2 separate regions of the Rattus norvegicus genome follow, and region 1 is linked to region 2. A link is a contact called in public Hi-C data. All regions are on one chromosome and are shown on one strand. Each heading gives the region's core, a stretch centred on a gene start, on an enhancer-like site or on the middle of the called end of the contact. The rest is flanking DNA. Distances are from core to core; before and after follow the strand shown. Region 1 overlaps Etv6 (ETS variant transcription factor 6). Region 2 has its middle 74 kb from the start of Etv6.

What was found. A called contact is a pair of places that touch in the nucleus more often than the background predicts.
Region 1: a Hi-C map of mammary epithelial cells shows a contact between it and region 2, with 3 times the contacts expected there. The contact joins two enhancer-like sites. A contact is called at or near these places in 2 of 12 Hi-C or Micro-C datasets (Schwann cells and mammary epithelial cells) and 1 of 1 datasets of contacts at active chromatin or transcription factors (oligodendrocytes).

What each region holds. Positions count from the first base shown.
Region 1 is chr4:168,753,679-168,761,173 of GRCr8, forward strand. The region is part of intron 2 of Etv6 (ETS variant transcription factor 6); the gene reads left to right. Among named protein-coding and RNA genes, the nearest start is that of Etv6, 180 kb to the left of the region's middle. Within about 2 kb of position 2,108, at least 21 of the 93 cell types and tissues checked have an H3K27ac peak or open chromatin away from gene starts, as enhancers often do.
Region 2 is chr4:168,502,836-168,509,869 of GRCr8, forward strand. No RefSeq gene overlaps it. Among named protein-coding and RNA genes, the nearest start is that of Etv6, 74 kb to the right of the region's middle. Within about 2 kb of position 2,781, at least 12 of the 93 cell types and tissues checked have an H3K27ac peak or open chromatin away from gene starts, as enhancers often do.

The DNA.
Region 1 (7,495 bases), core at 858-3,357, 250 kb after region 2:
TGCACCCACATACGCACACACTCGCACGTGTGCGCGTGCACACACACTAAATAAACAATCGAACAAATGAACAAGAGCTGTTAGAAAGAGAAATTAATGGAACAGGAATGCAGCAAGAAAGGGGGACGTCAGAGAATACAGACTCGCTGTTTTGGGTGGAAAGTTAGGAAGACCTTAAAGGAAGTGAGATCGTCCCGAAGGAGTCGGCGGTGCAAAGGCCCTGGGGTAGGACTCTGTCTCGTGGGGGCATCAGTGGAACCAGAGCGGGAAGAGGAGGGTGGGGGGAGGAGTGGGATAGAGCATGTCAGGCTGCAGTCGTTTGCACATGAGCTCTGAGTGACATAGAGGAGCAGTACCTGTGCATGTGGGCCTCTCTGCAGCTCCCTTGAGAACAGACTGTAGGGGGGCATTATGGAAGCTGGGGGACGAGTTTGGGACTTGAGAGCCAATGGTGGCTGGGACTAGAGAGCCAACGGTGGCTGGGATAGTACGGAGGCAGCAGAAGTGAAGGAAGCCGTTGGATCTGGATGCGGAATAAAGGCAGAGCCAACAGCATTTGCCAACAGACTGGAAAGGCACGCAGCAGACAGTAGAAGGTTGCCTTAAAGCAAGGGGTCCTTGGCCACTGACAGCGTGAGCTTGGCCTTCTCTGAGACTGGGATTCACGGGCAAGGGTGAGCGCTGTCTAGATGTGCATACATTTGAGATAGATGATGTTCAGTGCACTGTAGCGTCAACACGGAGACATCACCTCCCACCCTACCCTTTCTAAACACACACGCCTTGCGTGACAGCTGTGTCATGCGGCTTGGTTTCCCAAACTGACTGTGCCTGCCAAGCTGCCACCCTGTCCTTCCATTCTCAGAGGCTACCCTGGCCCGGTTCTGATGCAGACTTGTAAATGTCTCTCCACGCTCCCGGTTTCCCAGCCAGACTGGCTATCATTCCCCTGCACCCAACGTTAGATGTTGGATGGAGGGGCTGAGGATCCAGTGAAGGGAGCAGTGGGTAGATGATGAATGCTGTGCAGTTAGACCACACTGTGTTCGGCTGGTGATGGCGGGAATTCCCCTGGACCGTTGCCAGGTGGGATGAACACTCAGCTGAACTGAAAGAAACAGCAGATGTCAGGAATCTGTGCGTTAATCCTGCCCCGTGCATCACGACGCCACAGCCTAAGTCCCCTTCCCTGAACGCTGGTACCCCCACCTTCCCACCCCAGCCCTGGCTCCTGGTTCGGTTCATCTCTGGCGGTAGTAAGCGTGTTCTCGTTCCCTTGTACGTCCAGGTGTGTAGGGGAAATCTTGATTTTTAAAACCGGAAGAGCGTTTAGCGTGGTGATGTGCTGCGAGCTTGCTTTCCACAGGCCCCTGGGTCTGCCAAAAACGATCAGGCCTCATTATTTAGGAAGCTGCCTCAAGCCAGGCATTACTAATTTGGATGCCTATTCGGGCAAATGAGCAATGAATCGAGAAGTGCTTTTGTCAGTGAATTGCAAGTGAAGGGGTGGGGTCAGGGGAGAGTGATAGAATGTTTGGCCTTGCCTCATTTCCAGAAAGGACGGACATTTCTTCCTGGAAGCTGCACTTGGCAGCCGGCTTGGGGAATGGGAAAGATTTATTTCCTTCTGCCAAAGCTCCATAATTCAGCTCGAGTATTTCAAATCGATACATCCCTTGCAAAGTTTCCAAGGGCCGTGTTCTTTTTTAAAAAGACATTTTCAAAAAGAAAATATCAGTAGGGCACAATTCTTCAGTGGTAAGATTGGCGGGTCAAGGGTGAGTCCAGTCTTCCAAAGAGGCCGAAGCCCTAATGAGAAAGCAGAGGTGCAGGGGAAGAGCTGGGTCGGGAAGGGGGAGAGTGGGGTTGGGGCTGATATGTCAGGTAGGGTACCTACAGGCAGCTGTGAATCACTTCCCTGGACGTGTGGGACTGCTTCACCTGCTGATGGGGAGCTTCTGTGCAAAGCTGATGACTGAAATCCCCTGTATCTGAGACTGTGGCTTGTCACACACATAGCTTCCTGAGGAAGAATCACTCACAGAGGTCTTCACCATCGCTTAGGACTGCTGAGGTGTCCAGCCCACAGCCTGCATGAGTCAGATTCTTGTGAAATTTTCAGATGTCTACAGCTCTGGCACGGAAGGACAGTGACAGTGTCAACTGGGCCCTTGTTGCTTTAGAAATCCCTTCTGACGGGAGAGTCTACATTCACGGGAACTGGTCCTCAGTAGTCCTGTGTCCTGGGTCTAACTCTGACTGGCTGCCACCTTCTTCTTCCACAGTAGCAGAGAAGGAGAGACTTGGGGAAGAGCTCCCCAAGGAAAACAGAACCAAGCGGTTTCAGAATGCTAGCTGCCGTGTTTGAATAGAGGAGTAAGCTAGGCAACGTTCAAAGTAAGTTAATTCCTAAAAGTCCAGAAGCACTAACTTCGTTTTAAAGAGGAAAAAAAAAAAGCAGTAGAAAAGCGAGACTCAAACACACACTGTGTCTTATAGACAGAGGAAAATATAGCTCCTCCTGACATGTTTTCCAAGGCACGTATCAGGATACTTGTAAGGATACTTGACACTGGTCACTGGAGTTGGGGTCACTGCAGAACCCTGTGACGTCATCTCAAGACCCTTAAGCTGTGTCTGTGCAGATGCTTCTCATAAAAGACTGCATGTACAGGCTCCAAGGGTTACAGGGTGAGGGTACCCTTGGGTATCTTTCGATTATAGCCTGCATGCTAGTAGGTCACAGAAACAGAGTGGAAGTGGGATTTGCGTTTTATTTTCTAATTTGGCTGGTGGTAGTTCCTAGAGTTTCTATCAAGTTAGCCATACTTGTTAAGAAGTAAGAGTGGACAGCGTGCTTTTGATAAACAGCCCGGTAGTGAGGACCTCACCAGAACCACAAGAAAGGGCTTTTATACAGTGTGGATGAATGTGGGCTGCACCACCGGTTACATGCTGCCTGTTCACTTGGCTGCTTTCACAGGTTCTTACCTCAGGCCCCAAAGACAGGGATCTCTCTTCAGAACTCACAGCGCTCTTATCTATAAAATAGGCATGGCCGCTCATGCCTGTAATCCCGGGACTTGGGAGGTAGAGGCAGGAGAGAGGTATTCAGGGTCTTCCTTACCTGTAGTGAGTTCAAGGCCAGCCTGAGCTCCAAGAGAAGAATGACAAATCCCATGTGACAATAGGCAAACAGTGAATCCAGGTGCCTTCCTTTTTGGTGTCCCCTGCCATTCTGACACCTAGCTAGTCAGAGTGTGCCCCACCCTCTGGCCACTAGGGACTTCACCTTGACACTCTGGGTCTGCCAATATTCGTTGGGACTCTTCTTACTGCCTAACAAAACCAAACATGAGTTGATTGATGTCTGGTGTTATCTTATCAGCTCGCTCTCCCAAGGGACTCCTCCTGTCTTTATCACAAGCTATAAATGTTGTAGAATCCCAGGTGAGTGAGCCAGGAGAGAAAGGTGTTCTGCGTAAGGCGGAGCCGCCCAGCTCCCTTCTGGCCCCTGAGCCCAAGGAAAATGGGGCCTGTCTCTCTAATTTTCCTACCACTGTATACAAGTCTTTAGCCAAGGACATCAGCAGCCTTCACAACTCTCATACTGAGGAAAAACTAGGGAAAGAAACGATTCTCTCTCCCGAGTCTGTGAGTAAAGAAGGAATGGGTTCAGGGACAGAGACGTTAGTCTCATATGCACATGCCAGAAAGTGTAACACGACTGTCTTTAAATAGAAGTTGCTGGTCCAAACGTGATCTTTTTTTTTTTTTCATGAGGCGTCAGCGTCAGCAATGCCGTTAAAATTACCCCTTCCTGCTTGTGATGTCTGTCTTGCGGCCCTCAGATGCTGAGTTAGCACTGGCTGCCTGGCCTCCAGAGGACACTCAATTCCACAGCAGAGGGCAGCCAACCTTTGAAAACTCTTGGAGAGAGTCACAGGAGTCAGGAGGAGGGATAGAACACATGGAAGGCTGGAATGCAGTTCTCTCTGGAAAAACACCCAAGAAAAGCCTTGAAGTATCTTAGGTTCCTTGGACACCCCCACCCCCCAGTCCAGTCCAGTCTGAGGTTCACAGACGTCTTGTTTAAAGTTAGAAAACCCCTTCTGTCTTCTGGCCTTTACCATCACCCCAACACACACACACACACACACACACACACACACACACGCACACACGCACACACGCACACATGCACACACACGCACACCCTTCTTGTCCTCTCACATCACCACCTCTGGGATTCCATGATGTCAGGCACTGTCTCCATCTTGAGAAGAGGCAGCTTGCTGTCTCTAAAGGATAGAGAGCAACCCAGGAGGGAAGTGAAAGGACAGCTGGGCCACACAAAGGCCAGCCTCTCCCCTATCCCGTGATTGGATCTCTCCTATCCCATCCAGAATGAGAATGAAGGTCACTCTTGTCGCACTCCGTAAATGAATGTCTGTGGATCGTGGCTATGGCTAGACAAGAGATCATCTGTTTGTGGCTTAAATGGGCCCAGGAAAGGAAAACTGTTCACTCGCTCCCATTCAGGGAGCCCCTGTCAATCATCTCTCCGACGCAGAGCCCACAGATGCAGATCTTTGTGCTCTCGTCCATTATATGCACCCATTAAACCTGTTTGAAACTCGGCACACTGACTTCTAGTAGCCAGTTGACTTACTTTTCTGTCCTACAGTTGGACTTACGGTTGGCATACGCTTTGGTAAAGTTGGTAAATTAAGATCTAGCTCCTCCCTTCAGGTTGGGGATTTAGCTCAGTGGTAGAGCACTTACCTAGCAAAGTGCAAGGCTCTGGGTTCGGTCCTCAGCTCTGGGGGAAAAAAAGACAAAATGATAAGATATATCTGCTCCCAAATACAGGAAATTCTGTCCTTTTTTTGCCTCTTGGCTTTTGAAGCTCCTCTCACTGTAATGTCTCTTCATGACTGGTCACACTAACCCAGTGTTCACAGACTAAGATAAATGGTGATAATGAGTCTTTACTAATATGCACACCAAGCGTCAGTGCGTCAGGTCTTCTAACATTCCCCAGGAGGGGACACCCTCCCCCATCCCTGCCAAGGACTGCTCAGCTCACCATTTTGTCTCGTCCTGATGTCTGCGTGAAAAGTGGGCACGATTTCTGGTTCTGCGTTCTCATTTCCTCCCCTAAATTTGGGATAATGTGTGTATTTCTCTTTCAAACCTAATTTGCTGTTACATTCTGTAAGTCAGCAGTGAGAATCATTTGTATACAAGATACTGGAAAGCACTAAATTGATTTTCCAGTGATCCACCAGTCAACTCCAGTGCTCCACAGACATTGAAAGGGTGGGCCCTGGGCCCTGTGTGTGCCTTCCAAAGGAAGGATAATGGCTGACCTTAAATTCTCTGACAGATCTTTACCTCCAAAAGTCCAGGAGATGAGTGAAATTGCTCGTCTGTCCCCACTTTCTGAGGTTAACATGGAACCTCCTCATGTCTGTCTTGGGAGACTGACTTGAAGCATTGGTGTTTAGTTCGTCAAAAATTCTTGTGTTTGCTTTGGTTCTTAAAACACATTGTCCCATGGTACCCGTAGAACATGGATTCCAAAGCATTTGCTGACTCCCAGCTAGGACTCTCAAGGCCCTGTTGTAGTAGAATAGTGTTTGCCTATAACCTACATCCCTCCATATACTTCAAATCACTAGATTGCTTACAAAAACCTAAGGCGATGGACAATCCTCTTAGTTTGTTACTCTGTGGCTTACAAAATGAAGACATGATAAATCGTAAAGTTCAGTGCAATTAATGCACTTGCTGTGTTGTTATTTGGGTGTGGTTTTATATATTATATATTATACATATACTGATACCATATACATAATACAATTATATTGTATATATGGAATATATGTATATATAATAGTTATATATATGATATATACTATGGTTGGATTGTACATGTGGAACCCATTGGTATCTATTGTACTAAACTATTACTTCAATTACTGAATTTTTAAAAGAAGCCTTGATGCTTCACACCTAAGACAGACACCCCACTGCCTAGACCTCCTCTCTCCTCCCTTCCCTGGCTTGCTCTTGACAGTCTCAGTATCTTCAGGGGAGATAATATCCCAATGGTACATTGGTTGCCAGTCCTTTTCTTCCCCCCTAAGGTGCTACAGCCGTGTCAGAATTTGGCCAGGGCATCTCAGAGCTTACAGAACTATTGCTCTGTCTTCCCCAGGCTCCAGAAAGCTGCTTAATCCATTGCTGACTCCTGTAGATGCATGCCAAAGCTCAGACATTCAGCTGACTAGTCTGTGTCTTGCAAAACCCCTAAAGTGCACAGAGCATACCCTACTGGAATTATTGCGTGTCATACTTGAATTAGTGTTAGGAAGTAGAATGACATGTTAAGTAGCATTGTATTAATTTCTAGAGAGTCTTACACATGCAAACATGTGATTTTGATTATATTCATCCCCCTCCTTCTCTCCCAACTCCTCCAAGATCCACCCTTTCCCGACATAGCTTCCAGTTCTCTAGGCTCATTGTAATGTTGGGTAAGTCCCCCAACCCCTCTTCTTAGCTTCAGTTTCTTCTGTAGCTTCACAGAGCAGTTGCTGAGAGGACAGGAACATGGGAGCCTTAGGTGATGTACTTAACCTTAGAGGTTTGAAGGAACCCAACTCGCCAGGCCATAAGAGGAGCATCCAATGGTAGTGGTTCCTGGGCAGGAAGACGGTTGTTGTGTGACTTTAACTGGGAAGGCTGAATGCCTATGTTAGATTAGAGGTTGATCACAGACTGTAATATTCTACCAGAGTCCAGTTTGGTGAACAAATGAGTTTGGGGAGATTATAGGTGTATGGATCTCTTAATTTCATTTCCATTGCAGCGTTAACATACCCTGACCAAAAAGTACCATGGGGGAGGAAAACATTTATTTTATTCACAAATCCAAATTATAATCCATCATTTTGGGTAATTCAGAGCAGGAACTCAAGCAGCCAATCAAGCTATAGTCAAGCCCAAAGGAAAAACTAAACACAACCTTGTTTGCTTGCCCTTGACTAGGATTCTTCTCTCTTATGCTGGTCAGGACTCTCTGCCTAGGGAATGGTGCTGCCCACAGTGACTGGGTCTTTCTACCTCAACAATCAAGACAACTCCCTATAGATACACCCACAAACCAACCTGGATCTACATAATTCCTAATGAAGACTCTTTTTCAGGCTATTTTGTATTATGTAAAGTTGGCATTTAATACAATACAGGACAAAGGATAATAGTTACTTATAGGATCAGACAGACTCTACATCATGGAAAAACCCACCACATGTTCACTGATAACTTACCAGAGCTGCAGTCATAGAGCTCAGTATATGACTTGTAGGCAGTTCAACTGCTTAGGAATCTTTTTCCTCTCCAGTAATTTAGTGCTTCTATTACTTGCAGTGGACCTGAGTTCTTGTTCATTTCAGGAACTTCCTGAAACTGTGTTGTTTACTTCCTG
Region 2 (7,034 bases), core at 1,531-4,030:
TCTACCCCTTGCTGACTGCAGAATTGGATGAGCTAGCCAGAACAGTGCTGGATGACTCCGTGTGACGTAGCGTGGGAAAGCCTCCTAGGCTCAGATCCAGGGCTTTGAACTGGCCCACCCCAACCTCTACCCCCTTGATGAACTGCTGGACCATGTGAAGGGAACAGTCCTAGAGATCCAAAATTACAGGACCTCCAGGACACAGAACAACAGCAGGGATATGCAAGAGAAGTCCCTGTGAGGTTCCAATACTGATGGCGTAACAGAAGCCAGAGGTCTTGAACCAGACTAATGAGGGGCAGTTATCTGCTGTGTGTGCTAAGAATCAAACTGAGGTACACTGAAAGAATAGCAAACGTTCTTACCAATTGAGCCATCTCTCTAGCCCCCTCCCAATTTCTTACCGTCTGAAATGCTAGGCTTTCTCAGTCCCATGCTTTAGTATGTCTTCTGTCCCTAAGAACGCAAGACCCCATAACATCACACAAGATACATTACTCTATGAGTTGGAGCCCTCGTGGAAGTATGTTGAATTTTACCAGGTTCCGCACGGACTTGTTCTATGAGATGTTACATCCTGAGAATGCCATAAAGAAGAGGGGCATGGCTAGCCAGACTGGGTTACAGCCCAGAGGACTCCAAGTATATGATCCCGGCTGTGAGGACCATCATCAACAGAGTAACAAGAACGAGACTAGAAAGAAGAATTGGGGTCCAAGAGATGACCAGAGTGACAAGGGAGCTGAGTGGGTTGGTGGACTCGTTGATCAAACTGAAAGAAGAAAAAGAACCAAGAAACAGAGGGTCAAAGAGGGAACCCAGCTGCTGACTTAATACTGTGCCTTCTGCCCTTCTCACAGTTGAGCACAGACTGAGCAAAGGATATGCCCTTAGTTTTCAGAGTCAAGAAGGCTAGGCCTGGAGTTCCTGAGGATGAGGTTTTCGGGGAACACTAGACAATTATTTTATGTATAATTATATTATGTGCATAAGTGTTCATCTGTGTGTGTGTGTGTGTGTGTGTGTGTGTGTGTGTGTGTGTGTGTGTGTGTGTGTGTCCGATGCCTGCAGAGGAAGGAAGATGGTACCACATACTCTGCAAGTGAAGTTACAAGTAGTTGTGAGCCAGCGTGTAGGTGCTGAGACTCAAACCCAGGTCCACTGCAAGAGCAACAAGTGCTCTCCACCATGGAGCCACCTCTCCCGATAGATAGATAGATAGATAGATAGATAGATAGATAGATAGATAGATAGATAGATAGATAGATAGATAGGTCGGTGGGTGGGTGGGTGGGTGGGTGGGTGGGTGGGTGGATGGATGGATAGACAGGTAGACAGATAGACAGACAGACAAATAGATAGGATAGATGGATGGATGGATGGATAGATGGATGGATGGATGGATGGATGGATGGATGGATGGATGGATGGATGGATGGATGGATGGATGGATGGATGGATGGATGGATGGATGGATGGACAGGTAGATAGACAGACAGACAGACAGACAGACAGACAGACAAATAGATAGGATAGATGGGTGGGTGGGTGGATGGATGGATGGATGGATGGACAGAAGGATAGACAGATGGACAGATAGACATAATAGATGGATACATACACACATGCATACATACATACACATATACACATACATACATACATACATACATACATACATACATACCTATTTTTTCTTTGATTGTAATGAATAGGAATATCTCTACTAAAATCATTTGTTTGGGAGCTGGAACAGTGCTTAGCAGTTAAGACTGCACGCTGCTCCTGCAGACAACTGAATTCCATTTCCTGCACTCAAGTCAGGTTCTTGAGTCTCCATCTCCAGGAGATATGACAGCCTCCTCTGGCCCTCATGAGTGTCTTCACTAACATGTACATACCCACAGAGACACACAGACATGTGTAATATTTTCAAACAGAATAAGTCTTTTAAGTTGCCTTTTGAGCTGCAGTTTCCTAAGAGATGGTCCTGCTGTATAACCCAGGCTGGCCTCAAACTTGCAATCCACCCGCTTCAACCACTTTAGTGCTTGCGCTCGCCCAACAAGAGATTGGAAATATCTCTAGAAGGGTGTTTACTCTCCCATCAATTAGTTTTGTCTCCTTAAATCCAAAACGACTTTTGATGTGACAGTGCTCAGTGGGAGACAGTTCTCTCCAAAGTTATATATACCAGCGTATGTTTATATCCAACCAAGTAGTATATATTTGGTTTTTCTTTTCTACATAAAACATTGACAATGACTGGGGAGCTCTTGGCTTGAAGGGGGAGAAAATGAGGCCTGCACTGAGTCAGCAGTGGACTTCAGGTGACTGGTCCATCTCCTCCTGTGACTAAACCATCCTGGGGTGTATTTGACCTACTTGGAGACTTGATGATGCAGAGCAAATGAACCATCTAATGCCTAATTCCGTGTGTCCCAGCTCCCATGCAGCCTTTTAAAGCACCCCAATTGATCATGAGAGGGTCTTAACTCCTCCCCACCTCCATGACACTGTTGCCTTTCAGAAGTAAGAGAGGGTTCATAATTGGTTGGGAGTGCCTGCTGCAAAGGAACTCTGACTCTCTCCTGTCTGCATTAGGCAATCCAGGCACAAACCTCCACTGTCCTGGCAAGAAATTCTAACTCCCACCAGAATGGAGAGAAGCCAAAGAAAGTCAAAACTTTCTTCAAACAGAAGCTCATTAGGAAAACGCTATGGGAGGGAGAGGAATGGAGTGACTGCCCTGGCCAAAAGGGCAGTGACTCAGTGTGAAACAACTGCTCCTGCTAGAAGAGTTGGGTTAGAGCCCCAGGGACTTGGGTGGAGATGAAGAGAGCTGTACTTAGGAGAACACAGGGACACATGTACCGAAACACTACACTGTGCCCTATGAAGATAATGTGGTTATTATGTGCGATTATCAGGAATTAATTTAAAAATCGTTAAATGTTTAAGATGCGAACGTTAGCAACTCTGATCTGGCCATTCTGCCTTATATACAGAAACATGAACAATTAAAATAAGAACAAGTCTGTAATCTAAAATTCACATGTGAAAACGAAAGAGAAAAAAAAAATTCGTGGTCCAGCAAGCAAAAATAGAACTCCTTCCAACTTCCCCTTAGAAACTCTCGGTCTCTGAAAAGCATGGCAAAGAAAATGGCCAGTAGGTGGCAGCAGGAGATAACGGAACCAAAGGCATACGCCACTCTCACCGTTGTGGGTGGGATTTCATTTAGTCAGTAAGGAATGCTAGTGGAAGGAAGGTCATCCAGTTGGTTTGTGTATTTCCAGCCTCTTGAGCAGGGCCTGACACATGGTGGATATATTTGCTGATTGATTGAATGAATCAATGAACGGAGAACTAACTCATCTAAGCTAAAATACATCATCATTTGAAACGATGACGTTCTTTTTGTATCCTATCAGTAAATGGCCATTTTATTTAGTTTTTGGTCGAAAATGCTAGATTATTTATGTGTTCATACAAGTATATATTGTATGTGAGCATACCCCCATGCCTCCCATCCTCTTTTCCTAACCCTTCTTCCCTTTGTTAGTGCCCCTTGCTCCCTGTGCAGTTTCACTTACATATCATACACATGTGATTTTTATTTTTAAACAGTGTCTCACATTGTAGCCCTGGCTGTCCTGGAACTCACAATATAGACCAGGCTGGCCTTGAACTCACAGAGATCTGTCTCCCTCTGCCTCTCAAGTGTTGGGATTAAAGTTATGCACCACCACATCCAAATAAATGATGTTTTATCCATGGGGCTATACAAAATCTAGGAAGTACAAGTGAGAAGATGTGATATTTGTTTTTCTGGAATTGATCTAATTTACTCCGCGTAGTCATCTCTCCTTGCATCCATTTTGTTCTAAACAACATAACTTCATTCCTTTCCATGGTTGAAAAAAACAAAACAAAACAAAAACAAAAAAACTCCACTTTAGTGACGAGAAAGATAGCTCAGAAGTTAAGAACATTTGTCACTCGTCCAGAGACTCTAGGTTCCATTTCCAATACCCACTACAGCTCCAGGGACCCGATATTTTCATGTGGTCTTAGGTTAAAGGCACCCACACGCATATGTGCACACATCTGTGCAGGCACTAACAAGCAAATATATATTTCTTATATAAATTATATGCATAATTATTTATAAATATATATCCTATTTCTTTATCCATTCTTCTGTTGATGCATCCTAGATTGGTTCTGGAACTCAGCTACTGTGAGCAGTGCTTCAATAAGCATTTGTGGGCAGGTGATTCTGTGATGTATTGACATGGAGTTCTTCAGGTGAATATCAGGAGTGAGTGGTGTAGCTGGGTCATACCAAGTCTAATTTTAGTTTTTTGAGAAACTGCCGTACTGACTTCCACAGTGACAAGGCTAATTACAATTTCACCAGCAGTGTCTAGATGCATCCTTTACAGAGCTGAGATTAATAATACCAGAACCAAACACATACAACAAAAGAAAATCATAGACTAACCTCCCTAATGAACATAAATAGATTTTGTTTTAATAAAATACTTGCAAGCCAAATTGGAGCTGGCCTCAAGAAGATCATTCACCATGATCAAGTTGGCTTTAGTCCAAAACAGCAGAGGTTGATCTAGTATGCATTCCCACCAGCAGGGTGTGAGGGCTTTCTCTTCTCAACATCCTCGCCAGCACTTGTTGTTATTAATTTTCTTAAATGACTACCATTCTGATGGGAGTAAGATAAACTCTTAATTTAGCTTTGAACTTGATTTGTTTGTTTTGTTTTGTAGTACTACTGAGAACTGAATTTAGGGCCTTAGACACTGGGCAAGTGCTCTACCTCTGACCTATATCTCCAATCCTTAGAAAACAAAACACAAACAAACAAACAAAAAACTTATACTTTTACTTTGAGACAAGGTTTTCCACTTCCCAGTCTGTCCTTGAACTTATAATTCCCTGAAGGAGCATATCCTACAAACTGATTCCAGTGTAGATTAGTTAAAGCTTTTTTATATTAGAGACTTTCAGAAGTTTATTAGATTCGGACAACACTGACAACTACACCTATGCTAATTTAAAGAGAGAATTAGAGAATTGAATTGTTAATATCCTATCCTATGCATGGATAGACTGAAAGTGTCAAGAAGTGCAGTAAACTCAATTGACTATATGCCTCAGTGGGTTAAGGAGCTTGTCAACTTGACCACATGAATCTAATACCCAGGACATATATTGTGAAAAGAGTGCACCAAATCATGTAAGATGTTCTCTGACCACCACCCACCTATCACATGTCCTCACAGAGAGGGGGGGGAGGGGAGGGAAGGGAAGGGAAGGGAAGGGAAGGGAAGGGAAGAGAAGAGAAGAGAAGAGAAGAGAAGAGAAGAGAAGAGAAGAGAAGAGAAGAGAAGAGAAGAGAAGAGAAGAGAACTGAAAACGGACCATAGCTAGAGTAACAGTTGAAATACAGAGTTTCAAAGAAATCAGCATTCAGAAGGAAGACATTTTGCATTTGGAAATAAACAATTGATCTTTGAGTAACTGTAATCGTTTAAGCTGACTGAAATTTAAAACCAGTTTATTTCAGCCAGGAGTGGTGACCTTTAATCCCAGAATGCAAGAGGCAGAGGCAAGCCTGGTTTCAGGCCAGCTAAAGTGACTTCTCTCAAGCAAACAAGAACTAGCTCATTTGACTGGTTCTCCTGGAACATGCTCTAGTAAAATCGTATGTATTTGTTTGTTTGCTTATCATCCTTGCTTAGTAATAATTAAGGTGACAAAAAATGAAAAGACAAAATGAGCCAGTCTGTAGTGAGGCCTTTTATCGCACTGACGACTTTTTTTTTGTTTGTTTGTTTGAGATGATCAGAGTCCTCACGCCTTGCTTATACCAGCACACAGAATGCGACATACAAGCCTCTGTCTCACTTGTCAGGAGGAGAGGCGGTCAGCTCTTTCTAGACACCCCGACAAGGCCTCTGCTAATGAAATAACACCATTGGCAATGCTGAGCTGATGCAGGAGAGCTGACATGTGGAGGATATGGGTTCTTTGAGGGCAGCAGTGTTGTCTTACTTCCAGCACCACACCCAGTGTCTGACATATATTAAGGGCTCAATAAATATTTACCGAATGTGTAGAGACTATCAAGACGTATCTCAGTGAACAATGGTACTTGAATCAGAGCCACATTCTCAGCAGATCATGGGAGCTCATAAGAATGGAACCAGAATCAAAGAAATAAGCATTATCTAAAGCTGGTGACACCCTTCATTGTCATGCTTATCTGAGGAACTCCTGTTCTCACCCTGTTCAACTCTAGTACACTAACCATCTCACTTATAGTGACTACACTTAACTGTGTACTAAAGGACGGCAACCCTCTGTCTTTAAATATTCTGACAAATTTCAGATTTACCATTAGCCTCCCTCACTCTGGAGGACCACTATATCTTTAACATCAGTTTCTTTCTTAAGAAAATAACTATTTACTTTTTATGTATGTATATTATGCATGGCCACCTAGATGTACATATCACATGTGTTCAGGTGCCATGGGGGGCAGAAGAGGGCATGAGATCCCCTGGAACTGGAGTTACAGTTGTAACCCAGGAGCCATCAGATGTGGGAACAGAAGCCAGGTCCTCTGCAAGACCAGCGTGTACTCTTAAAGACTGAATCATCTCTCCAGGTCCCAAGAGGACAATTGTAATTTTTAAATGATTGTCCTGGGTCAATGAGGTGGCTTAGTCATAAAAAAGGTTTGCCATGCAAGCCTCACCATCTGAGTTCAATCCTGGGAATCCATGATGGACAGAAAAAGAATCCAGCTCCTGAAGTTACCCTCTGACCTCTACACATGTACCATAGTGCACATAGACCTGTGCACACACACTGAGTAACAGCAACACATGTGTGTGTATGTGTGTGTGTGTGTGTGTGTGTGTGTGTGTGTGTGTGTGTGTGTGTGTGTGTAGGTTGTTGTGAGTACAGTTGCCCCACAGGGGCCAGAGGAGTTGGATGCTCCTGAA